Regions from separate parts of the Mus musculus genome. Here region 1 is linked to region 2. A link is a contact called in public promoter capture Hi-C data. All regions are on one chromosome and are shown on one strand. The core of a region is the stretch at or near the end of the contact, and the rest is flanking DNA. Distances in the headings are between cores, read along the strand shown. Region 1 holds the start of Trpm8 (transient receptor potential cation channel, subfamily M, member 8). Region 2 holds the start of Ugt1a6a (UDP glucuronosyltransferase 1 family, polypeptide A6A).

Region 1 (5,401 bases), core at 2,270-4,769, 170 kb after region 2:
CTTCACTGTCCTTATCTGGAGACTTAAACATTTCCTTGGCCCCTGATGCTTCTCTCTGCACTTTTAGGTGAAGCTACTCTGCTGGGAGAACCTAGGAGGCAGTGAAGCCTCATACCTCAGCATCCATGAGACTTCTTCGCTTTTCTTGGGCATCTATGGTGGTAATATGGAGGTAATATCTATGGAGGTAATTTCTTTCCTCTTGGTTTTGGAGACTGGCAACTTGAGGTCAAGGTGGTAGGGTAGTACCGCTGAGATACCTTCCTGTGGCTTGTGGATGGGAATCTTCTTTGTGGATCTTGGCAGGATTATTCTGTGTGTTTCAATGAAGGTTATTATTATTTTTTTTTTTTGATCAAAACTCAGTCTAACTGGGTGTGGTGGCGCACGCCTTTAATCCCAGCACTAGGGAGGCAGAGGCAGGCAGATTTCTGAGTTCAAGGCCAGCCTGGTCTACAAAGTGAGTTCCAGGACAGCCAGGGCTATACAGAGAAACCCTGTCTCGAAAAAACAAAACAAAACAACAACAACAAACAAAACAAAACAAAACAAAAACCTCAGTCTGATAGCTTCATTTTGCCTTTTTCGCTCGTTGCTCTGTGTTGTTGTGATAGGTGCCTGTGTTCATATGGCTATGTGCACGTGGGCATACACATGTGTGTCCATGCATATGAAGGTTAGAGTTTTGCATTGGATGTCTTTCTCCATCACTCAGCACTTTAGTTTTTGAGACCGTCTCCCACTGAACTGGAGTTTATTAGCTTACCAGGTTGGCTGGCCAGGGAGCTCCAGAGATCTGTCTGCCTCTGACTTCCTGGCACAAAGATTACAGATGTGTACTCCTAATCCCAGCTTTTTACGTGGCTGCTGGGGATCCAAATTCATGTCCTCAGGATGTTTGCGTTGCTAGCACTTTACCAACTGATCCTTAGCCTTTTAACCATCCCTTTAAAGATCATATTTCCAAGTAGGCTCATACTTGGTGGGTGCAAAGAGTCCATTCTTCAATGTAATATGTTAGAAGGACATAGTTCAGATCATAACAGAGACTATATACCACATTTTGGAGGAGATGGCAAGGTTGAGCCATGCTTGCAGGAAGCCTAAAGCAGCTTGTAGTCCTAGAATGTAGGTCTCTCTCCAGGGTCTGAGATCCTTCAAGGAAGACATCTGCCCAAGGGTTTCTTGTCCCTCAGAGTCAACTCTCATCCGACCCATGATGCTCAGCATCACAGATGTGTTGCCTTGCCTCTCTCACTCTCAGTAAGGACCAACACATGGCCACTGTCACAGCACATCCACGTCTCCTACCCGGCGTTCAAAGTCTGCTCAGGCTCCGAGTCTTCAGTGTCACAAAGCCATCTAGTCTCAGCTCTAGGTTCCCAGCACAGTCCCAGGCAGCAGACTGCAGCAAGTCTTCTGCCCCTACCAGTTTTCTCTCTTGTTACACGTTGAGCCCACAATGAAATTGTACAACTGTGCTGTGACCTGTAGCAGTCACTTGACAGCCCATGGTTTGATTCTACCCTTGGAAATTTAGCTTGAAGTCAAGTCCTTCTAGGTTCCCTCATGACATTCTGGCAGACACAGGCAAGGGAGCTGAAATGGGTTTCCTGGTGTCTTTCCTTTTCTTTGTTCCTGGTCCACTTCAGTTTGCTTGATTTTTCTATTAGGTTTTGTATTTGGATTCCTTGCTTCCTCTGAAGATTCTCGTTGCCTCCCGTGCAGATCAAGGGAAGAGAAGCCTGGATTTTTCTGGCTCCATTTAGAGGTACAGGTGCAAGAGTGTGGGGTAGGAAAGGAGATCATGGGGTGTGGGATGCTGCAGTCCTAGATCCATTGTTAAGGGTGATCATGAGAGTCCTCTGATTCCCTGCCTGACTTTTTTCTTCTCTCACAGGCTTCCTCGCTTACAGGAAGAGGCCTTTGTCCCCCTTTCCATGCACCCTCCTGTCCCCACAGCCTTGCTCTTGGCCGTTGTTACAACATTTGTTATCTGACTTATGACTAGGGTGTTTGCACTAGAGACCTCAGGCTGATATCTTTTTTGCCCCTGTTTGCTTGAAGGGTTTTCTTTTTACACTGAAAACACCATCTATGGGAATTGCTACACGAATCCAGCCCTGCTTCCAGACCTTGCTCAGACATCTGTCTCTACAGAAGTCTTTCTTGATTTGCATTCTGCCTAATCTGAACTCCGTTGTGCTTATATTTCTCATGCCATCATCTTTATGTGTGCTTAGGTATGCATGTGGAGGCCAGAGGTTGATGCTTCTCAATTTCTCTGTACTTTATTTTATGATTATATATGCATATATGTGTCATGTCCACCTAGGTGCCTGCTAAGGCCAGAAAATGGAGTTAGAGCCCTGGGAGCTTGAGTTACAGGTGCTTGTGAGCTGCCTGATATGGGTCTTGGGAACTGACTTCTCGTTCTATGGAAGAGCAGCCAGCACTGTTAACCGCTGAGCCATCTCTCTAGCCCTACTCACCTTATTTTTTGAGATAGAGTCTCAGTGAACCTGGATCTTTACTGATTCAATTTGGCTAGATTGTCAGTAAGGTCCAAGGATTTTCCTGTTTCTTCCTCCCTAATGCTGGGATAGACACACACACACACACACACACACACACACACACACACACACACACACACCTGGCTTCTATGTGGCTGCTGGGGATCCAAGGCAAGCCCTTCTGCTTTCTTCAAGCAATGGATTGACTGAGCTATCTTTTCAGCCCATGTTATCAAATTTGAAATTACTCCCCCCTCTGTCTACATGTTGATAGCTTACACTCCACATGTGATCATAAACTGGAGACAGTAGCCAATACTTGAAGACCCCCAGTTAGGACAAAGAAATCATGTTGGTGGTGTGATTTAAAGCTGAAATCTATCCACTGGCCATTTGACCATCTCTTCTCACATCTTCTCTTCTTTTCTGGCCTAGACACAAAGGCAGTAAAGGGGACTTAGGTGGAAGTACCTGTAAATTTGCAAAGCTGGTCCACCTCAGCTTCAGGGACACACTCCTAAGCCCTGTGTAGGCAGCTCAGTGAACGAAAGATAGAGTTGGGAAATCTACAAATATGCAAAAGAGCAATGCTGGTTAAATCACTTCCATTTAAGAGTGTTTTTCTAATCGTAATTAAGGATTTTAATTCTTTAATTAATTTCACCATTTTTCATGATGAGCATTTCCCATCTCATTTGTGGTTTTTAAAATGTGCCCCTAACTGTAGAGATTAGGTTTTAGTGTGAATTAATTAATCTATTGGCGAGCAAGGGTGGAAATCAGGGATGCTAACCTTACTGGAATTTAATAATTACAATCTTAGCATTTCTGCATACTTAGGCACTGCATGGCTCTCTATTCAGTTGCTAAAATTGCTCTTGCATGGTGTGACTTTTTCTTTTTTTCTTTCTGTATTCCTTCTCTTCAAAGAAGCTTAGTGCAGGAGGTGGGGCTGGGCTGGGCTGTGTGTGACTATAAAGTCCTCCCTCCTCCAGTGAGCTAAGAGACAAGCAGGCTCTTTGAGGAGAGAGAAGCTCTTGGCTGATTGAGCAGCTCCACGGTATGTTCTCAGCTTTTGCTTTCTCCCCTCTGTAAGTGCTGCCCTTGCTGTGGCTTGTGCAGTTGATGTGATGAATTTGGTACCTCTGATCTGAGCATCATTTTCTGCCAAGATTTGAAACCCTTAGATCCTTTCAAGGGATGTGGGGCAATATGCTGCTTCGCAGATTACCTCTTCTCCGTTTGAGTTGGTTTATAAATGTAGGATTTTCTTCTAGAATTTCTGGGGAATGGTTTTAAAACATGATTGCATGTTCCCTTTCCTGATTGATAGATAGTGGAGTCCTCAAAATAGCTTTTCTAATGACTCCCCTATCTATCGAGACCCTGAATCAAGTAAGTTTTCTTAAGTCAACACTCTGGTGAGATAGAATTAACTCAAAAAGGGATGAAATCAGACAGCAAATTTTCTTTGCTAGCAAAAGGAGAATGGGCTTGTCTTGTCTTTACTTGCCGTGGCTGCCTGGATCTCTCGACTGATTGGAACGGGCATCTCGTGTTATTTAGAAGTCAATGAGAAAGCAGAGGGGCTGGGAGAATGATTAAAGGTTTCACTTCTAGTTCACTTTAAGGCTCGTGTGGACATTCGTGGTGTCGGGACTACAGAATATCTGGTGCCCTTTGCACGTGCTGTAGCCGTACTAACATGAGCGTTCCGCCTTCTCAGAATCCCGGGAGTGAAGAGAGGGCTGCATCAAGACTGTGACTTTGTAGTTATCATTCTCTAAAGTTTGGGATGAAGCTGTCCTCACCTAGGACTACATTCTTTGTATACTAATTGCTTCTTCTTTTGGCATCTGTGAAAGCAGCAGGTTTTTGGCAAATAGCACTTTTAAACTCTGTCTTTGGCCCATGCTTGTCCATGTCTTACCACTGCTCCTTAGAGCAGGGTCCTGGGGGACCAGTATTTATTATTATTATTATTATTATTATTATTATTGTGGTGGTGGTGGTGGTGGTGGTGATGATGGCAGTGGTGGTGGTTGTTTGTCTTGTTGACACAGAGTTTCTCTATGTAGTCCTGGCTGTCCCGGAGCTTGATACATAGAAAAGACTGACCTCAGATACACAGAGATCCTTCTGCTTCTGTCTCCCAAGTGCTGGGATCACAGGTATGGGCCCTATGCCCATGTGGGCACAATAATCTTAAACTTCCAGAAAATTTGCCATTTTGCTAGTTTTTAACCCACCTGTCAGACTTCTACCCTGTTGCAACTAGGACAACAGGAGAATGTCTTCAACAACAACAGCAACAGCAGCAAAAGTTTTAGTTCTTCTCCATGGTGAGTTACAGATGAGGGTCCAGGTGATCCCCTATAGCCCTGTGCACCTCTACCATGCTATTGCCAGAACAAGGATGGAGAGATGGATGTCTCTGAGTGGTGTCACATGTATTTGAAGTTTCTCAAGTGTCACCCTCCCCATTACAATGAATAATTGATGAGAAGGAAAAGAGGAGCAGGAACAGGATGGGGTTTGGTGCCAGGCTCTCTGGAGCATTTCCAGAGCACAAACCAGAGCCCCCTTCTGCTTGAAAAAGGCAGCATCTTTTTCATTTGTGTTTACTGTAAAGGGACACAACTGTCCATCTTTCTTGAAAATGGCATCTTAGGACTAGTTCAGTTGCTGAGAAAGTTAAGCTAAGAGCCAATCCTGAAGACATGCCAAATACTACTATTGTACAAAGACAATAACATCACTGATTCTCACGTGTGTCTGGTGCAGAGAATGTGAGAATATTCCATTGATAATGATGACTTATAGATTGCAAAAATTATTTATTAGCACTAGTAATAAAGACACAGGGGTGCTGGTGAGGTGGCTCA
Region 2 (5,237 bases), core at 689-3,188:
TGTAGATCCCACCTGAGAGCGAGAAGCATCATTCCCTGCTTTGGGTCCCTGAACAGCATACGAATAGAGAAAGCTAGCTAAGTCCTAATCGTGCACATGTTCATTTTTCTCTGCCCTTGCTTGAAGATCTTCTGTCTGCTGTTTCAGGTTCTGCCATCTTACCTTCTCCATAAGGATGGACTAGAATCTGACTTGCAAGTAAAATAAGCCTGTGTCCGCTAAGCTTCTGTTTATCAGAGTATTTTACCACAGCAGCAGAAACAAAACCAGGGAAATTCATGGATTTGGTTTTGCCTTTTTTTGTGTTCTGAATTGAGATTTTTCAAGTCTGAAATTGTTCTGTAGGTCTTCTGTCATCTTGTAGGTCCTGGGCCTCTAATTCCTGGGCTTAGGTATCTGAAGGATCTGGAAGGGTGAGTTCCTGAGAAGGGAATTCCTCTACATGGCTGACCTTTTCAGATAGCCCTCAGCTTCTGGAATGAAACTGTCCCCTGTCAACTTTCAGACCTCCTTCCTACTCCAGATGCTAGCTGTTCTTCATTCACTTTGGGGAGCGGCATTTTTACCCATACAGTGTGGTTCTATCCCAGGATCTATGCCTTCATTCCACTGGTGTGTGCCCCAAGCCCCATTTGTTGTTCTTCAGAAATCCCTAGGTTAAAGCTGACCTTCCCCTGTATAGGTAGAAGTAATGTTATGCAAGACACCCTGAGCCTGTATCCTCCCGCTGGACTGGACTGAGCCTCCTGGGCAGCAGGAGGGATAAAACTTAGAAGTGCCAGGCATGCCACATTCCCTTTTCTGGTGCCCAGTACAGAAATACTCCTGACAGCTGCACACCCCCCCCTCTCTCTCTGTGCACATGTACACACACACACACACCAGTCTAAGAAACAGTAGAGTCAAATCTCATGAACAAAGCTTGCAAAGCACCCTCTGGTGATGCTCTGACAGAACCTTGTTGTCCTCTCCTGCCTTCTTCCTGATTTCAACCTATGACCCCATGGACTTGCTGGAAACAAGAACAAGCCAGTCAGTACCCAGGTGAACCTGATTTTCCTAGGAAGGGCCCAGGCCTCGGTAAATTGTGTGTCTGTCATAAAGAATACGAGGGTACAGTTCCTCGTGCTTTCCCCAATTCATGCCAGCTTGCTTAAAGACATTCTTCAGAGAGCTTTTGCTCTGCCACTCAGGAAGGACAGAGCTACAGTGTGCTTCCTTTATGAGTCTCTGGGGAGTGGTTTCTCATTGCTGTAAGCTTGTCTCTTTTCATTCTGAGTCAAAAATCCTGTTTATGTCACAAAAGCCAGAGATCTCAAACCAGACCAGTGCCTCACTGCAATGAACATTAGCAAGTGAACATGTGTAGACAGAGAGACATACTGTGGGACACACTGTGACAGTATTACAGCTTCCATGATGAGATATTTTCAATGCTTTTTTGTTTTTGTTTTGCCTGCTTGTTTATGTGTTAAAGGCAAAGAACAGACACCAGGGGGATGGGTGACCAGTGGGCTGGGAAGCACAATTTGAAACCCACAAAGAATCAATTAAAAGCAAAACAAAACAAAAAACTCCAACTCCCCTCCTCCCTCCCACGCTGATCCTCCACCCCTGCTTGGACTGAGTGGAGTCTTTGTAAGCCTTAAAGAAAGAACTTTCATCTTGGCTATGTTCCTGCTTGCCCTTTGGGGTGGCCCCTTCAGTCCTGCTTTCCTGAGCCCCAACCGACTGGGGTGCCAAGGTTAAGGCAAGTACTGGCAAGCTGGTTCCAATATGCATATGCCTGACAAGGTCTGGGTGAGCCAGTTCCTTGATTCAAAGAACAATTTCCTCCAGGGCAGCCTGATTTCAACATCCATAACTCCCTGGCCCGCCCTCAGCAGTGATTAACAAACAGAACAAATGTAACCCTCCCTCTTTGGTGGTGGTTAGAAAACCCAGAATTCAGATGCTGGCTGATGGTGGCTGACTGGAAACCGACTTCCAGATTTCTTACTCTTGCTCAAGGGCCCTCATCACGTGCTACCTAGAGGCACAGGTCTCTAACCTTACTATCTGACAGGCAAGTAACAGATTATGTGTGGTGAGAGAGCAATACAGAATTTGAAAGATAAGGGCTTTTGTCTTCCTGTGCAGAGCTTCCCAAATGCCTGTTGATTTCATGAGGGGTGGGAGGGAAACCTGTGCTGTTTGTTTGTGATAAGCTGTTGTACTGTTTTCTTAAAGCTTATGCTTAAGGGGCAACTTTTGGAAAGTTTGTAAGGATGGGGTCTGGAACCAGCTTTGAGATTAGAGGGAAGGGCAGAGAAAGGGATTGAAGTTAGGGTTGATTACTGATCAACGGTAATTTAATCAATCAGCCCATCCCCTGTATTTCATGATGCGGCCCCTATGAAAGCACAGAGGGATTGGGTTGGGGAGCTGCCAGGTTGCTGAAGGTGTGGAGGATAGGTTGCACCAAGAACACAGAGAGCGGCCATGTCTCTCCCCCAAGCTCTTGGCATTTCTCCACTGCTGTCTTGTTGCACTATGGGTGCTGCTGCTGTAATGAACCTCTGACTGAGTGATTCTCTGAGTGGTTTGAGCAGAGCTGCTCTGAGGCTGAGTAAAAGAGCCTCTGGTCTGTAGCCAACTCTGCTAAGTGGTTGACTTGACTCATACATGCCTGGTAACACAAGAGCTGTGTGAGTGAAAGTGTGCAGAAGGAAAGGGTCGTTGGTTTTTCCCTTATACACATGTCGAAGGGTCAGCGACCAACTCCTCACAAGGGAGCTGGTTCTGTCTTATCCTTCCTTGAGTAACCTTTTACTATTTGATTGAAAATGAGGCACAAGGATAAAATGGACAGACAGTCCCAATGCCAGTTTACTCACACACAAACTGGTACTCGGAGCCTTCTGTATGCTGGACACTGATCTGCATGCTGCAGACTCAATAGAGAGGAACACTGAGTTTGGTAGAGAGGGACATTAGAACAATGATTGATCCCACCCTGCACATGCTACTAATAGTTGGGAGAGGGATGCATAAATACACAGAAGGTGAGGTAATGATAGCAAGGAAGGGAAGGAGGCCCAGGGCCACAGACTGGGCTGCTGGACCCTGGGCTCAACAGGGAAGGTGTCACGGATGGGACACTAGCAGAACTTTAAAGGAAGTAGGTGATCAGAGCTGACATCGTGTTTATTATGTATATCATCTAGGGGGAGCATCTTAGAGGTTCTAAGGCCATAAAGAGACATCATGACCACAGCAACTCATAGAATGGAAAACAGGTAATTGGGCCTGGCTTACTTTTGAGAGCTTTAGTCCATTATGGTCATGGCAGGAAGCATGGCAGCAGGCAGGCAGACATGGTGCTGGAGAAGAAGCCAGGCATTCTACATCTGGATTGGCAGGCAACAGGGAGGGGGAGACACATTGGGCCTTGGCTGGAGCCCCTGAAACCTCAAAGGCCACCATCAGTGACACCTTTCCTCCAACAAGGCCACATCTACTCCAAGGCCATTCCTCCTAACTTTTTAAATAGTGCAATTTTTTATGAGCCCACAGGGGCCATTTTCATTTAAACTACCAAAAGGAGGGCTAGAAAGCTGCAGACCTCTGGTCACATCAGCCCTGAGCTCTGCTGTCCCTGGAACATGCTTATCATATGTGCTCCAGGTCGCTCTCACTCTCCAGAGTTCTGTCATTTCAGAGAGATCAATGCCATGCATCAATAAGAAAGGCTTGGGCCATAGGTGGGAAAGTTTATTTGATATCAAACAAGGAGATTCAAAATACATTCTAGGAGCCCATTGGCATTTTGGAGCCCATTTTAGGAAATGAACACAGTTTTCTCTTAGCAATACCAAAATGGTCATTTGCTTTCCTAGAGCATCCTCCCCAAGGGTGCTGTGGAATTTCTCGAAGGTTCAGGCTATGTAGCATTGCAACAGAACAAACTGTAATGCAAATTAGAGATTTCCAGCTGTTCCCTAGGAGGCCAGCCAGTTAATGGACTGGAGAAAAACATCAAGCAAAGCAACTCTTAGACAGTTTTCTGTCCTCCCAACCTGCTGTATGTTAACAAAATGGATTTATTCTTCTCTTGAATGTTAGCCAGGAAGTGTCTGCGTGTGTTTGGGTATGTCAACTTTGATTTTTAAAATAGTCCCTTTGACTTCTTTAGCCCACAGGAACATTGTGAAGGTCTCTGAAGGCCTTGTATATTAGACTTAGACTCTCTCCTAGTTGGCTCACTACACACTCACTCTATGTGAGGTGCTGACTGATTTTAAAAGTACAAGTAAAATCCACTTAGGTTCTCTTTTAAAACTTTGTTTTGACATATTATTGATTTTAGTCTTATGTGAATGGGTGTTTGTCTATATGTAAATATGTGTGTTGTGAATATGTCCACTGAGGTAAGAAGACAGTAGCATAGCCTTTGGAGCCTGGTTTACACATAGCTGTTAGCTGCTGTGAGGGTGCTGGGATTTGAACTTCGGTCCTCTGGAGGACTTGTCAGTGTTCTTACCTGCTGAGCCATCTCTTCAGGCCCACTTCTGTTCTTCAGACAAACACTCATGAAATCCAGGCTGTTCTCAAACTCACTATGTAGCTAGGATGACCTTGAACATCTGATCCTTCTGCCTCTCCCTCCCAGAGTGCAAAGGTTACCGACTAAGAAAGTGTTCTACCAACCAAACTTCATCCCTGGTTCTCCGTTGAGTTTTTAAAACTAAACTTGCCATCATTTTTAACCATTTGATGATTGTGAAGAAATTCAAAGACCAAGAGTTTGTAAACAGTTAGGCAGAGGTGGATAATTTCAGTTTCTTTCAAAGCTCCAGGGGTTACAACTACTGTCCTTTGCTTAGGCAGCAACCTCAGTTTCTCGCACATAGAAAGCTGGCCATAACTGCACTCTGAGGTTTGTACTGTGTGGGGATATGGGTGGGGGTTAAGGCCTAACTTGTGTGTCCTGGAAACTACACTAAGCTTAGTGGCCAGCATGCTTGGTTGCATAGTCATTGCAGATGAACTTAGTGAAGATGAGATCCTTAGGATGGGTCCCACCCTGTAAGATTGGCATCCTTTATAGATACAGCCACATAGGCCCAAAGACACAGAAGAAGGTGAAGATTAAGATTATGAGGAGGAGAGAGCTCTGTGTTGCTTTGAACATCTGTGTTGCTTTGAACATCAAATATGTCCTCTGGTAAGTTAGTGCTTCCCCCTTTATGTGAACA

What was found. Capture Hi-C pulls out chosen DNA fragments and counts their contacts.
Region 1: a promoter capture Hi-C map of liver shows a contact between it and region 2. The contact joins the promoter of Trpm8 here to the promoter of Ugt1a6a in region 2. A contact is called at or near these places in 3 of 39 promoter capture datasets (hippocampal neurons, liver and macrophages), 11 of 484 Hi-C or Micro-C datasets (the 63-12 cell line, the Ba/F3 cell line, Th2 cells and 6 more), 4 of 115 datasets of contacts at active chromatin or transcription factors (bone marrow-derived dendritic cells, large pre-B cells, pancreatic cancer cells and 1 more) and 2 of 9 other capture datasets (adipose tissue and liver).

What each region holds. Positions count from the first base shown.
Region 1 is chr1:88,303,216-88,308,616 of GRCm38.p6, forward strand. Trpm8 (transient receptor potential cation channel, subfamily M, member 8) reads left to right here and starts at 3,520. Exons shown (of 27, transcript NM_134252.4): 1 at 3,520-3,576; 2 at 4,595-4,687.
Region 2 is chr1:88,132,871-88,138,107 of GRCm38.p6, forward strand. Ugt1a6a (UDP glucuronosyltransferase 1 family, polypeptide A6A) reads left to right here and starts at 1,939. Exons shown (of 6, transcript NM_145079.3): 1 at 1,939-2,065. All of the region lies in intron 1 of Ugt1a10 (UDP glycosyltransferase 1 family, polypeptide A10), which reads left to right. The region is part of intron 1 of Ugt1a9 (UDP glucuronosyltransferase 1 family, polypeptide A9); the gene reads left to right. All of the region lies in intron 1 of Ugt1a8 (UDP glucuronosyltransferase 1 family, polypeptide A8), which reads left to right. It also overlaps Ugt1a7c and Ugt1a6b.